4 separate regions of the Zea mays genome follow, and regions 1, 3 and 4 are each linked to region 2. Evidence: chromatin contacts called from public Hi-C data. All regions are on one chromosome and are shown on one strand. Each heading gives the region's core, a stretch centred on a gene start, on an enhancer-like site or on the middle of the called end of the contact. The rest is flanking DNA. Distances are from core to core; before and after follow the strand shown.

Region 1 (2,700 bases), core at 155-2,654, 300 kb after region 2:
GGGTACCCCTAATTATGGTCCCCGACAATAATTATGTATAAGTGTCCATAACTTGTGATTGTAGATTGCTTGTGTTTTATATGTCCATGTATATCATTATTCAAACTATATTTTTATACTAATTTAATAGGGTGTATATGTTTTTATGAAGCCAACACAACAGTTCGGGTAGTTCGGGAATACCCGAACCCGAAATTCTGGGTACCCAAATTTTCGGGTATTGTAAAACCCATTGTAATTTCGGGTATCGATTCTCAAAACCCGAAATTTTAAATATTCGAATTACCCGACCCAAAATTTTTGGGTAACCCGAACGCCCACCCCTAGAGCGAGGGCAGCGGCAGGCGAGGGCGCAACCGGCAGTGGGCGGGCGTGGCGACAGTGGGTGAGGCCGGCGGCTTGGCGTGGCCGTGGAGGGGCGCGTCGGCGCGGGCGAGGTGTGGGGCAGCGGCGCGACGGAGCGGTGGCGAGGCAGCGCATTTGCGCGAGCGAGGGAAGGGAGCTGAGTGCGCGAGCGAGTGAATGAGGGCGAGAGAGAATGGGTGCCGGGAGAAGCTAAGTAAAAGTTCTTTGTCAAGTGCCCGCGATCTGGCACTCGACAAATCCTTCTCTGCCGAGTGTCCGACGGGGAATAAGCTGTTACCGTTGTTGGCATACTGCTAATTTCTACATATAGTGCGTGACAACTTTGTCAAAACATTATCAAATTTTTATTATAGGCTCTACATATGATACCACCGTGATGCCGAGTCGAGGTTGCACGTCCATGTGAGTCGCTACGTGAGCCCATCAGGAATTCAGGATATTCCTGTCGGCCAAGTGCCGACGGGGAATAAGCTGTTACCGTTGTTGGCATACTGCTAATTTCCGGCGGTATTTGGCCGACGAGGTTTAACTGTCAGGAATCAATTAACTCTCATCGACCCCACGGCAACAATGTGGTGGGTACAAAATGTAGGTAGCTAGAGCCCAAAGTATGTTCAGAAATTCAGAACTCGCAAGGGAAACTCTGGAAGTAGAGCTAATCACTATTTTAATCATGTTTACTCTTTTCCGTTCACAAGAGCGGACTGGTTTTATGGTTTAGGAGAGACATGCTACAAAAGAAAAAACGCTAGAATTACTGAAAGTTGTGAATTGATTATATGCTTCAGAAGCATTTTTTTTCTTTTATTTTTGATGAGACCAAGCATGGCCCATTGACTAGGGATCGGATGACTCGCATGACGGGTCTCCTTTTTTTTTCTCCATAGGGTTTTTCATGTGCACCGTATTGCCCGGCCACAACTCCGTTGGCCAATCTCGTCCTCATCTCTCAACGACCAAACCAACCTGTAGATGGGCTAAACAGACGATTTAGCCCTAGCACAAAATAAAGCTATGGCCAATATGGGCTACGGCCTATGCCGCCACGCGAACGGTCGGGCCTTGTCGTCGTTGGATTTCCGGCCTGGTGGTTCTGTTGGGCCCAGTGTCTTCATCAGGTTTCGGCCTTGTAGCACGGGAAAGTACCTTGGACATATCACATATTGACAGACAGATATGACCGAATTTTTTGTATTTTAGCCCTTTATTAGGTTCAAAATCACGTTTAGACCTAAAAAAATTTTAAACTCAATTTTGGACCCTTAGCTCGGCGCCATAGCCTGTGGCGCCGAGCTAACACAGCTCGGCGCCACAGCCTATGGCGCCGAGCTATGACGTGGCAGCAACGGCTAGTTGCGTCTAGGGCTGACCTGGCTGTGACGTGGTGGCGGCGCGGCCTCGTAGCTCGGCACCACAGATCTTGGCGCCGAGCTACGAATTCCTATAAAAACGCCCGCGCGGCTGGCCTAGAGCAGCTCATTTCATCCCATTTCCAAACTTCGTCAAAATTTGCTGGATTCAAAGATTTGAGTTGGTTCACTTCGTAGACCAAGGTATGATTTCCAACTGATTCGTTTTGTATATTGGGTTGTTAGTTTAATAATTTGTATACACCTATTACATTATCATTTCGATTATTAGTTTGTGTAAACTTATTATAAAGCATAATAGGTACAAGTGATAATTATAATCGTTTATTAGATGAAAGACATGTACCGAGAGGCGTTGTGGCAGAAGAGAGGTCGTCTTCGGGAGTTATATCCGGACGTATCTAGTAAGGATGCTCCTGTTTCTCCTGAACTCCCCGTGCCTAACTGTGACTGTGGCAGACTGTCTTGGGTACATCAATCACAACATCTAGACACTGCTGCTCGCTGCTACTACCTTTGTGGCACTTTGGACGTACGTAGCTTATGACTTGTCACTTAATTTTGTTCGCATTCATTATTTTGTAGATATGTAATAGTGCTTCTTTCCATTATTTTAGGGACATCAGAGGTGTTTCTTTTTCCAGTGGATCGATGGTCCTGATAAATTTGACCCTCGATATCTTCTTTTCGTTAATTGGTTGAGTGGAAAGACCAGTCATGAGCGTTTTAAGCGTTGGGTACCTCCTCCCCCGAATCCTCCACCAATGACGGATGCGGAGAAGGAGGTAGCAACAGAAAGACGGATGGACTCACCGCCTCGATGCGATTGTGGAGACCGTGTTGTCATCGACGAAGACTATGACAAGCAGTTCTGTTGTCCGAACATTGATTATGTGAGCCCATTGATACGCTAAATGTATGAACTAGTTTTTATTTATAATAAATTACTAATTTTTTCTCCTGC
Region 2 (2,700 bases), core at 106-2,605:
ATTTCATCCACCATGACCTCAGAAGTAACGGTACAGCAATAACAACGACAACAGAGCTGAAAACGTTGATGACGGAATGCAGACCTGGCAACTTCTTCGGCTTCCTCAAAGGCACAAATTTTGCGCCAATGGCTAAAGCGATAGGAGGACCAAAAATGAACCCTCTAGCTTCAACACCTGTTTTAACATGGCACCAGTCCAGATACGAGAAAATGAGGAGCACGGAACATATGAGGTTACCCATTTCATTGCTTACGGTTAAAGTTTTTGTACTGGAACCTCGAATAGTCAGTGTCCAGAAAGGAAGGAATGACTGCGTAGCTATACATTACCAGCAACCACGGTGATCCCTTGGTCCTTGTACCGCTCGACAAAGAGGTCGATGGTGTCACGGAACGCCTTGGGATCGAGCAGCAACGTCGTGATGTCCTGGAACATGATCCCTGCACAGAAACAGTAAGGTGCAGCGACTAACCAATTAGAACGGATAGGCACCGTGATTACTTCCAGTCCCACACATAGAAATCTAGATTGTTGCTTTACAAGACCGAGCTGTGGTAACTAAATCGACCCCAGTGTGCAAGCATCGAGGTGTGAGTAGAGCAGCACGCGAAGGCAAAGAAAACACCAAGAAGAAGTGCTGGTCTATTCCTATAGTTTTTTCACTAGTAATGTACGCAGTGACGGAGTTATGCAGTTTATTTAGTCATTAAATCCCAAGAAAAGCGCTACTGTACACTCCTATATAGTCTCAGTAATATAAGAAGTGAGCGACGCGAGTTTGTGGCTTTGTGCAGTGTACAGTTAACGCGAACTCCGAGTTCCCCCGATACGAAGCTGACGGATCGAATCGACTCAGCGCTCATCCAGCAAGGCAGCACCGCAGCAACCCATCCACCCACGCGAGCGATCCAGGAACACACACACACACACACACACAGAGAGAGAGAGAGAGAGAGAGAGAGAGAGAGAGAGAAGGGGGGGGGGGGGGTAAGGTAGGGTACGGAGGGGGGGTGGACCAACGCACCTGGCTTGGGGAAGTCGGGGATGACGCGGATGGAGGAGGCGATCCCCGCCAAGCGCGCGTCAGCGGACGCCATCGCCACCACCGCCTGCCCTTGCCTCCCGCCGGTGACACGCACGCTCAGTGGAGCCGCGACGCTGACGCGGGGACGAAAAGGCGGCGTCGGCCGGCGCGGACGGGGACGGGATGCAAGACTGGCAGTGAAGGAATGAAGAGCATGCTCCGCTCCGCTGCTCTTTTTATTTTAATCTGGGCCTTCCCGCGGGCCGCCGGGCCGTGTATAACCGAGCCCGGGAGACGTCTCCGTCGCTGACACCAGGGACCGAGCAGGCTCTTCGGGCCCACGGACCCAGTTCCACGCCTGAGGGAAAGAGGGAATCGGAACATTTGCTTTTGTGTAGGCTTGCTTCGTGTGGGTCCCACGCGGCGTGGAGTTGGGCAAGGGGGCGGCGCGGTTCGTGCCTCCTGTAGCTGCGACTGCGAAGGTACCCAAACCGGTCGGAGCTGGATCGACGATACGAGACGAGACGCGCGCGTGGAATTTGTTGGTTGGATGTCATGTGGGGTCCGGACCCTCTCAGCAGGCAGCTCGTCTCATGCTGCACTGCTGCTGCCATTATGTGGCTGTTTGTTTCGGCTTCTGGCAGCTTCTGGCCACCAAAAGCTGTTACGGACTGCCAAACGCTTAGCTTTTTAACCAGCTTCTATAAAATTCGTTGGGGCAAAAACCATCAAAAATCAACCTAAACACATAATCGGTTGAGTCGTTGTAATAGTAGGAATCCGTCACTTTCTAAATCCTGAGCCCTATGAACAACTTTATCTTCCTCCACATGTAATCGTAATGATGCTCAGATTCTTCCCACAGCCAGATTCTCTCCACAGCCAGATTTTCAGAAAAGCTGGTCAGAAAAAAGCCGAACCAAATAGGCACTATGTGACGTAGCAGAATTGGACATTCGGGTGTACATTCGGATACATTCGTATTCACATCAATTTAGGCTTTGTTAGAGTGTTTAAATCCATAATAGGTCAAAAGCTCTACTAAAATTTTTCAATCTCATCCAATACATATGGTATAGAAATAACCGAACAAGACCTTATGTGTTAAGGTGAATACGAGTGAAAATTTATTTAATTTTTCACCTGGATACACGTGGATTAAGATAGATAGCATGGCATCCAAATTGTATCTAGGATCTGGAGTTCTGGACTGGATAGCTAAAAGTCTGCATAAACATGGCACTATTTTGCTTGGAGAAACTGCATGCCAATTTCTAAATCTTCCTTTACATTAGAAAAAAGAAAAAAAAAGTAGAGAATATAAAGTCAACTAAAGAGATTGTTAGCCTGAAATGATAGGAACTACATGCCAATATTCGATTGAACAACATCGAGTGTTGTACAGATGGTTCACCAAATATAAAATCAGTAAAAGAGACCGTTAGACTAAAACAATACCCCCTAAACATTAGTTCCGACTAGAGATGAAAATGGGTATCCGAATTATCAGAACAAATTTTATATTTTAAAATAGATATATATAAATTTTATGCTATTTTTTCTTATGTTATCAGGAACATCATTTTAAATAAGAATTAATTTTTGTATAAATTGTTCTAGACATTTGCTCCGTAACTAAAAAGGTGAAAATATTCATATATTTATCTGAATTT
Region 3 (2,700 bases), core at 69-2,568, 440 kb after region 2:
TTTCTCCTGATTCATTTCTACCACATAGTCAGACATTCTGTTAGAATGTGTGTGGGGACCGACACCACTGTTGGGCTGCCGGTCCATTAGAGTTAGGGTTTCATATGAGTTTATATATTGTAACCCCTTCTCTATGCAATACATCAAGCAATCTAGGGTTTTTACATGGTATCAAAGGATTAGTGTTTCTCCTCTCACCTCCTACAGCCACCACCTCCCTGCTCCAACCCCCCACAGCCGTCATGCCTAGGTTTTCTCCCAACCCACCACAGCCGTCAGCCTCCTACCCCAACAGCCGTCAGCCCTGCTCCAACGTCGCTCCCCAGGAGTTCCCTCCCGGAGGGCGACACCATCCCAGTTGTCGGCCCTCCCCTTCCTCCCCCAGATCTGGTCCCAGTGTGGCCATGGCGGCCCCGAGCTCTTCTCCTCGCCAGCCCTGGCGGCCGTCGGCCACGCTCCACTCCCCAAAGGCGACACCGACGCGACCATGGGCGTCTCCCTGCTCCCTGCTCCATCACGACGGTGCGACTGTGGGGGGATTTCAACCCGTCGGCTCCTACCTTCGGTCTCTACTCCAGTCTCATCGTGTGTGGTGCCCCGTTGCGACTGCGGGGGATGTTAGACTGTGTGTGCCGTCACCACTGTTGGGCTGCTGACATTAGGGTTAGGGGTTCATGTGAGTCTATATATTGTAACCCCTTCTCTATGCAATACATCAAGCAATCTAGGGTTTTTACACTTTCCATAGATTTTATCGTATGGTTTCATTTGAGAATCACTTTTAGCCACAGAATCACTTCTCTCAGAGAATCACTTCGGATAGAGAACCAGAATCAGTGAGAGCTCTACCAAACAGACCCTAAGATACTTGTGAGAAAAAGAGGTGCATTCAATATACAACAACTTGTATTATGAAAAGGTCAGTATATAATTATTATTTTAATTGGTTACATGTGATATGTCAACGTCATGTAATCTACTATAGGTACATTATTAACATTGATATGTCAACGTCATGTAACCTACTATAGGTACATTATTAACATTGCTCTTAGAAATTAAGGAGGTGTTTTGTTTCTTTTAGATAATTTTTTAGTTTCTCCGTTTTATTCCCTAAATTGCTATATGGAAACTAAAATAGAATAGTGCATCAGCTACCATGCCTGACCCCAGTCGGCAGTGACAAGGTCCATGAACAGTTGGTCTATCGGCCTCTCACCAAGCATGTCATGTCCAATCCCATCCCACAGTAATAACTAGTAACAACTGCTCCCACCTCCATAAAAGCACTCCCTCGTTAACATCAAGGTGAACGGAGAATGCAGGAGCACTGGAGCAGGATGAACAAGGTAAGAACGCCCTCTCCTCTCCATACTTCATTCGATGATTCCCAACAGATCATTAGCCAGACAAGCTTTGGAAGATGTAAGGCATGTTTGGTTTCCTACCTAAGGCGCCACAATCTGCCTAACCTTAGGCGCTCGAATTGAAGAACTAAGGTTAGGCAGAAAAGTTTGGCACATTGTGGCGTCTTAGGCACCAAACCAAACAACCCTATAATAAAAGCTGCGACAAATGTTGCGTGGTCGCATGGCAGATGGGCCCCCGTCTTGGGTGCGAGAGCTGCAGGAAGTGGCAAGAGCACTGCTACCAGGAGCACACGGTGAGGGAGAGGGCGAGTTTCGTCAGGCTCATGGCAGGAGACTTCGCGCGGGGCATTGTAAGCATCCACTCTCCCGCCACCGCCAGGCTCTTCGAGGTTCCATCGTTTGGCCATGGAAGCTTGTGGGTGCGTTGAGAGCTCGTGTGCGGGTTTGTTGCTGGATAGTGTTACAGACTTAGAGAGAAAAATAGGCAGTAGAAAGGGTGTGCTACTTGGGCTAAAAAAACTTGATGTTCTTGGATGATCCTAAACCAAAATATCATAGGTTTGATTAGTTGACTAAATTTGTACAATAAATTAACAAAGAAAGGCTGCAGGGGAAACCCCCACAGCTATAGATTTTAGTAATATTGAAAAAAAAGGAATAGGTACAAACATAAGATAAAACTGCACAAGAAAAGAAGAGGTGGGGCTGAAGAGAAAGAGAGAGATAGTGAGCTTAAAGGGAAGAAAGCCACAATGAGACAAGCATTTTAAGTTCAGCGCTAAATCTGATCATCTGAAGCTTCAGGTCCTCCCGGAATTGAAAGACGGAACAGATTCTCTGAAGATAGCCGAATTTCGTTGTCTCCAAATTTCCCAAGCAGTGATAGCCAGCACTTCCAGAAAAAGGGTCCTGCATAGGTAGCTCTTGCATCAGATATCATCCGTAAGAATTCTAAATGATGCTCCCAGTGTATACCCACATAATTCCAGCATTCACTACTAAATGGGCGCTCGAATATTAGATGATAAGTGGTCTATTCGCAGTTCATCTCGCATAACATACCGCAATGATCATTATTTGGTAAATCGTAGCCCTTTCTTCTTAGCAAATTCCTTGAGTTGATTCTGCCCTGAATACTAGCCAAATGAAAACCTTCAGCTTTTTGCAAACTTTGGACTTCCAAATCCAGAGAAATGGAGGAGGTGGCCGAACACATTGAAAGTTCAAATTATAAATTCAGGTGGAACTGAAGTTGTCATTGCCCCAGACATAAATCCACTTGTCTTTTCCTCTCCCATCATGCTGGATCAAATTAACAAAGTTACATAAT
Region 4 (2,700 bases), core at 108-2,607, 320 kb after region 2:
CACTATCAAGCTCTGGTTTGGTGGGTCCGTTCCAAATATAAAAACGAGCCACCCCTTGAACAGATAGGAACTTGTTGCAGTTTGTATTATTGTTATTATGATTATTATCATTATAACAAACCATCATGGAGAGCAAGAAAAAGCAGCATGAAACAAGGCGGAAAGGGCCAAAGGCAGCTAGCTTGCACGGATTGGTCAAGGAGACGATCATTGTGGTGGCATGCACTTCTGCTGCTCTTTAAGCCTTTAACCCCTTGGACAAAAAGTAAAAAAAAAACTGAAGACCAATGACACTGCGTTTTTCAATGAGGGAAGGGAAGGGAAGGGAGGGAGGAAAAGTCAATGGCACAGGCACTTGTTTGGATGCAAATCGCAACGCAGCTGCTTGAATTTATTAATTTATTTATTTACGGCCAGGGCCAGCCCACTCTACACTGTACGGTGGGACCCTCCGGGGTGTGGAAATAATAATGCTACCAAACCAAACGCTTTGTTTTTACTCGGTGGAGATGGTACAATTAAACAAAGCAACAGCTGCCCCTAAAATAGTGACTGTCACCGTAGTTAGTACTACACTACTTTATTACTACTACTCCAGTCCAGAGCAAGAGGGAGCAAATAAAAAAAAAGAGCTGGTGGATGAGCCTGCTGCCTAGCAGAGCTTGCAAGGGCAATGAATGCAACCTCCTCCTCCTCCACCACCATCATGACGCGCTGCATTTAGTGGGCATTGAAAACGCCTGCAAGGGGTTTGGTGCGAGAGAGGAGAGGAGGAGCGAGCTAGGGTGTGTGTGTGTGTCCGTGTGTGGCTGGGTGCTGCATCTGCGTCGTCTGATGATGATGATGAGCTCGAGCTCCGTATCTTCCCCCTCACACCTTGTTGTGTGAATGAATCGAGCTGGGCCGGCCGGACTCTGTTCTTCTTTCTCCTGTTTGTGGCTGTAGATTTGGAGAGCTATTACTGTTCTTCAGACATCTCCTGTCCGATCCCATTCTCATTCGTTTACGCTATCCCCTGGTGGTTCTTGCTCAGCTGCTCTGCTGGGGAGGGGAGGGGCGGAAAGAGAAGAGAAGAGGAGGGGAGTCAAAAAAAAAATTTCTTTGTTGTGTTTCCCTGCTTTTGTTTTGCCTCCCCCACCCCTTGTTTGATGATGCTGTGTTCTTTTCTTTAATTTGAGTTCTTGATCCTGCCAAAAGCAAAAGCCCTCACACCCTTCTGCTCGCAAAGGCGAGGGCTGTGTCCTGCCGCTTCAAACCCTCCCCACAAAGCTCGGATTTCTGTCTGCAGTTTCCTTACCTCTGAATCCCGTTCCCTCCACGAAAACCTCGGATTTCCACGCCCAGTGTTCCACCACCGCAAAGATCCAGTTTTTTTCCCCTCCCGAAGCCGCAGTTTCCCTGCGCGAGCTGGTCTGGTCCAAGAACACACACCAAAAATCTCTCTCCCCATTGCGCACGGAAATCTCGGGGGGGAGGGGTTTCCCCGCCCCATGCTTCAGTCCGTCCGTTGATCCAGACCGCCACGCCACCGGGTTTGGTAGCTGCGGGTTTTTTCCGCCCGGGAGCCGGGAGCGGCGTCGTCTCGATCCGAGGCCCATGCATCTGTCGCTATGGAAGCCGCTGTCCCACTGCGCCGCCGTCCTCCTCGCCAAGAACCACCGGCGCCGCGGCGGCGGGGGCGGCAGCAACGGCCGCCGTGACGACTCGTCCGCCTTCCTCCGGCAGCTGCGGGACGCGCTGGACGCGGCGTCGGAGGACGGCTCCCTCTGCCCGCCGCCGGACGCCGGCGGCGCCGACGCGGACGCAGCCGTGTCGCGCTCCCGCTCCCTGGCACGCCTGCGCGCGCAGCGGGACTTCCTCCGCGCCACGGCCCTCGCCACCGCCGCCGGCCCGTTCCGGTCCCTCTCCGACCTCCCGCTGCTGCCCCACGCCATCGCCACCTTCCTCGCCATGTACCCGGACTACGCCTCCACCGCCGACGTCGACCGCCTCCGCGTCGACCATTACTCCCACCTCGACGCCCCCGGCGCCGGCAGGGTCTGTCTGGACTACTGCGGCTTCGGCCTCTTCGACTCCGGCTGGGACTCCTCGTCCTCATCCTTCACATTGCACGAGCTCAACGCCAATCTGAGCAACCACGCGCTCTATGGCGGCGCTGAGCCCGGCACCGTGGAGAATGACATCAAAGAGCGCATCTTGGAGTACCTGAACGTGCCAGCCAGCGAGTATGCGCTGGTGTTCACGGTGAGCCGTGGGTCGGCGTTCCGGCTGCTTGCTGAGTGCTACCCCTTCGAGACCAACCGGAGGCTGCTCACCATGTTCGACCATGAGAGCCAGTCGGTCAATTGGATGGCGCAGAGTGCGCGGGCAAAGGGTGCCAAGACGCGCACTGCATGGTTCCGCTGGCCAACACTGAAGCTTTGCTCAACGGAGTTGCGGAAGGAGATCGTGGGCAAGAAGAAGGGCCGGCGACGGGATGCCGCGGTTGGGCTGTTTGTCTTCCCGGCGCAGTCTCGCGTGACCGGTGCCAAGTACTCCTACCAGTGGATGGCGCTGGCGCAGCAGAATGGGTGGCATGTGATGCTTGATGCTGGTGCACTTGGCCCCAAGGACATGGATTCACTGGGTCTCTCGCTATTCCGGCCGGACTTCATTATAACTTCGTTCTACAGGGTCTTTGGTGCAGACCCAACTGGGTTT

What was found. A called contact is a pair of places that touch in the nucleus more often than the background predicts.
Region 1: a contact with region 2 is called in a Hi-C map of ear, with 4 times the contacts expected there. The contact joins the enhancer-like site here to the promoter of LOC100282568 in region 2. A contact is called at or near these places in 6 of 25 Hi-C or Micro-C datasets (bundle sheath, ear, leaf and 1 more).
Region 3: a Hi-C map of ear shows a contact between it and region 2, with 2.5 times the contacts expected there. The contact joins the promoter of LOC103645024 here to the promoter of LOC100282568 in region 2. A contact is called at or near these places in 3 of 25 Hi-C or Micro-C datasets (ear, endosperm and tassel).
Region 4: a Hi-C map of leaf shows a contact between it and region 2, with 3 times the contacts expected there. The contact joins the promoter of LOC100383242 here to the promoter of LOC100282568 in region 2. A contact is called at or near these places in 9 of 25 Hi-C or Micro-C datasets (bundle sheath, ear, endosperm and 2 more) and 1 of 3 datasets of contacts at active chromatin or transcription factors (leaf).

Annotation. Positions count from the first base shown.
Region 1 is chr1:168,811,012-168,813,711 of Zm-B73-REFERENCE-NAM-5.0, forward strand. No RefSeq gene overlaps it. Among protein-coding and RNA genes, the nearest start is that of LOC118473086, 11 kb to the right of the region's middle. Within about 2 kb of position 1,405, at least 17 of the 20 cell types and tissues checked have an H3K27ac peak or open chromatin away from gene starts, as enhancers often do. A contact at or near this core is called in bundle sheath, ear, leaf and 1 more, where this site is marked.
Region 2 is chr1:168,514,293-168,516,992 of Zm-B73-REFERENCE-NAM-5.0, forward strand. LOC100282568 reads right to left here and starts at 1,356. Exons shown (of 6, transcript NM_001155476.2): 1 at 1,028-1,356; 2 at 333-443; 3 at 85-177. The coding sequence starts at 1,100.
Region 3 is chr1:168,958,557-168,961,256 of Zm-B73-REFERENCE-NAM-5.0, forward strand. LOC103645024 reads left to right here and starts at 1,319. Exons shown (of 2, transcript XM_020546509.1): 1 at 1,319-1,349. The coding sequence starts at 1,320. It also overlaps the pseudogene LOC100272527.
Region 4 is chr1:168,836,026-168,838,725 of Zm-B73-REFERENCE-NAM-5.0, forward strand. It overlaps LOC100383242 (Pyridoxal phosphate (PLP)-dependent transferase superfamily protein), which reads left to right and starts at 1,358. Exons shown (of 1, transcript NM_001175903.1): 1 at 1,358-2,700. The coding sequence starts at 1,597.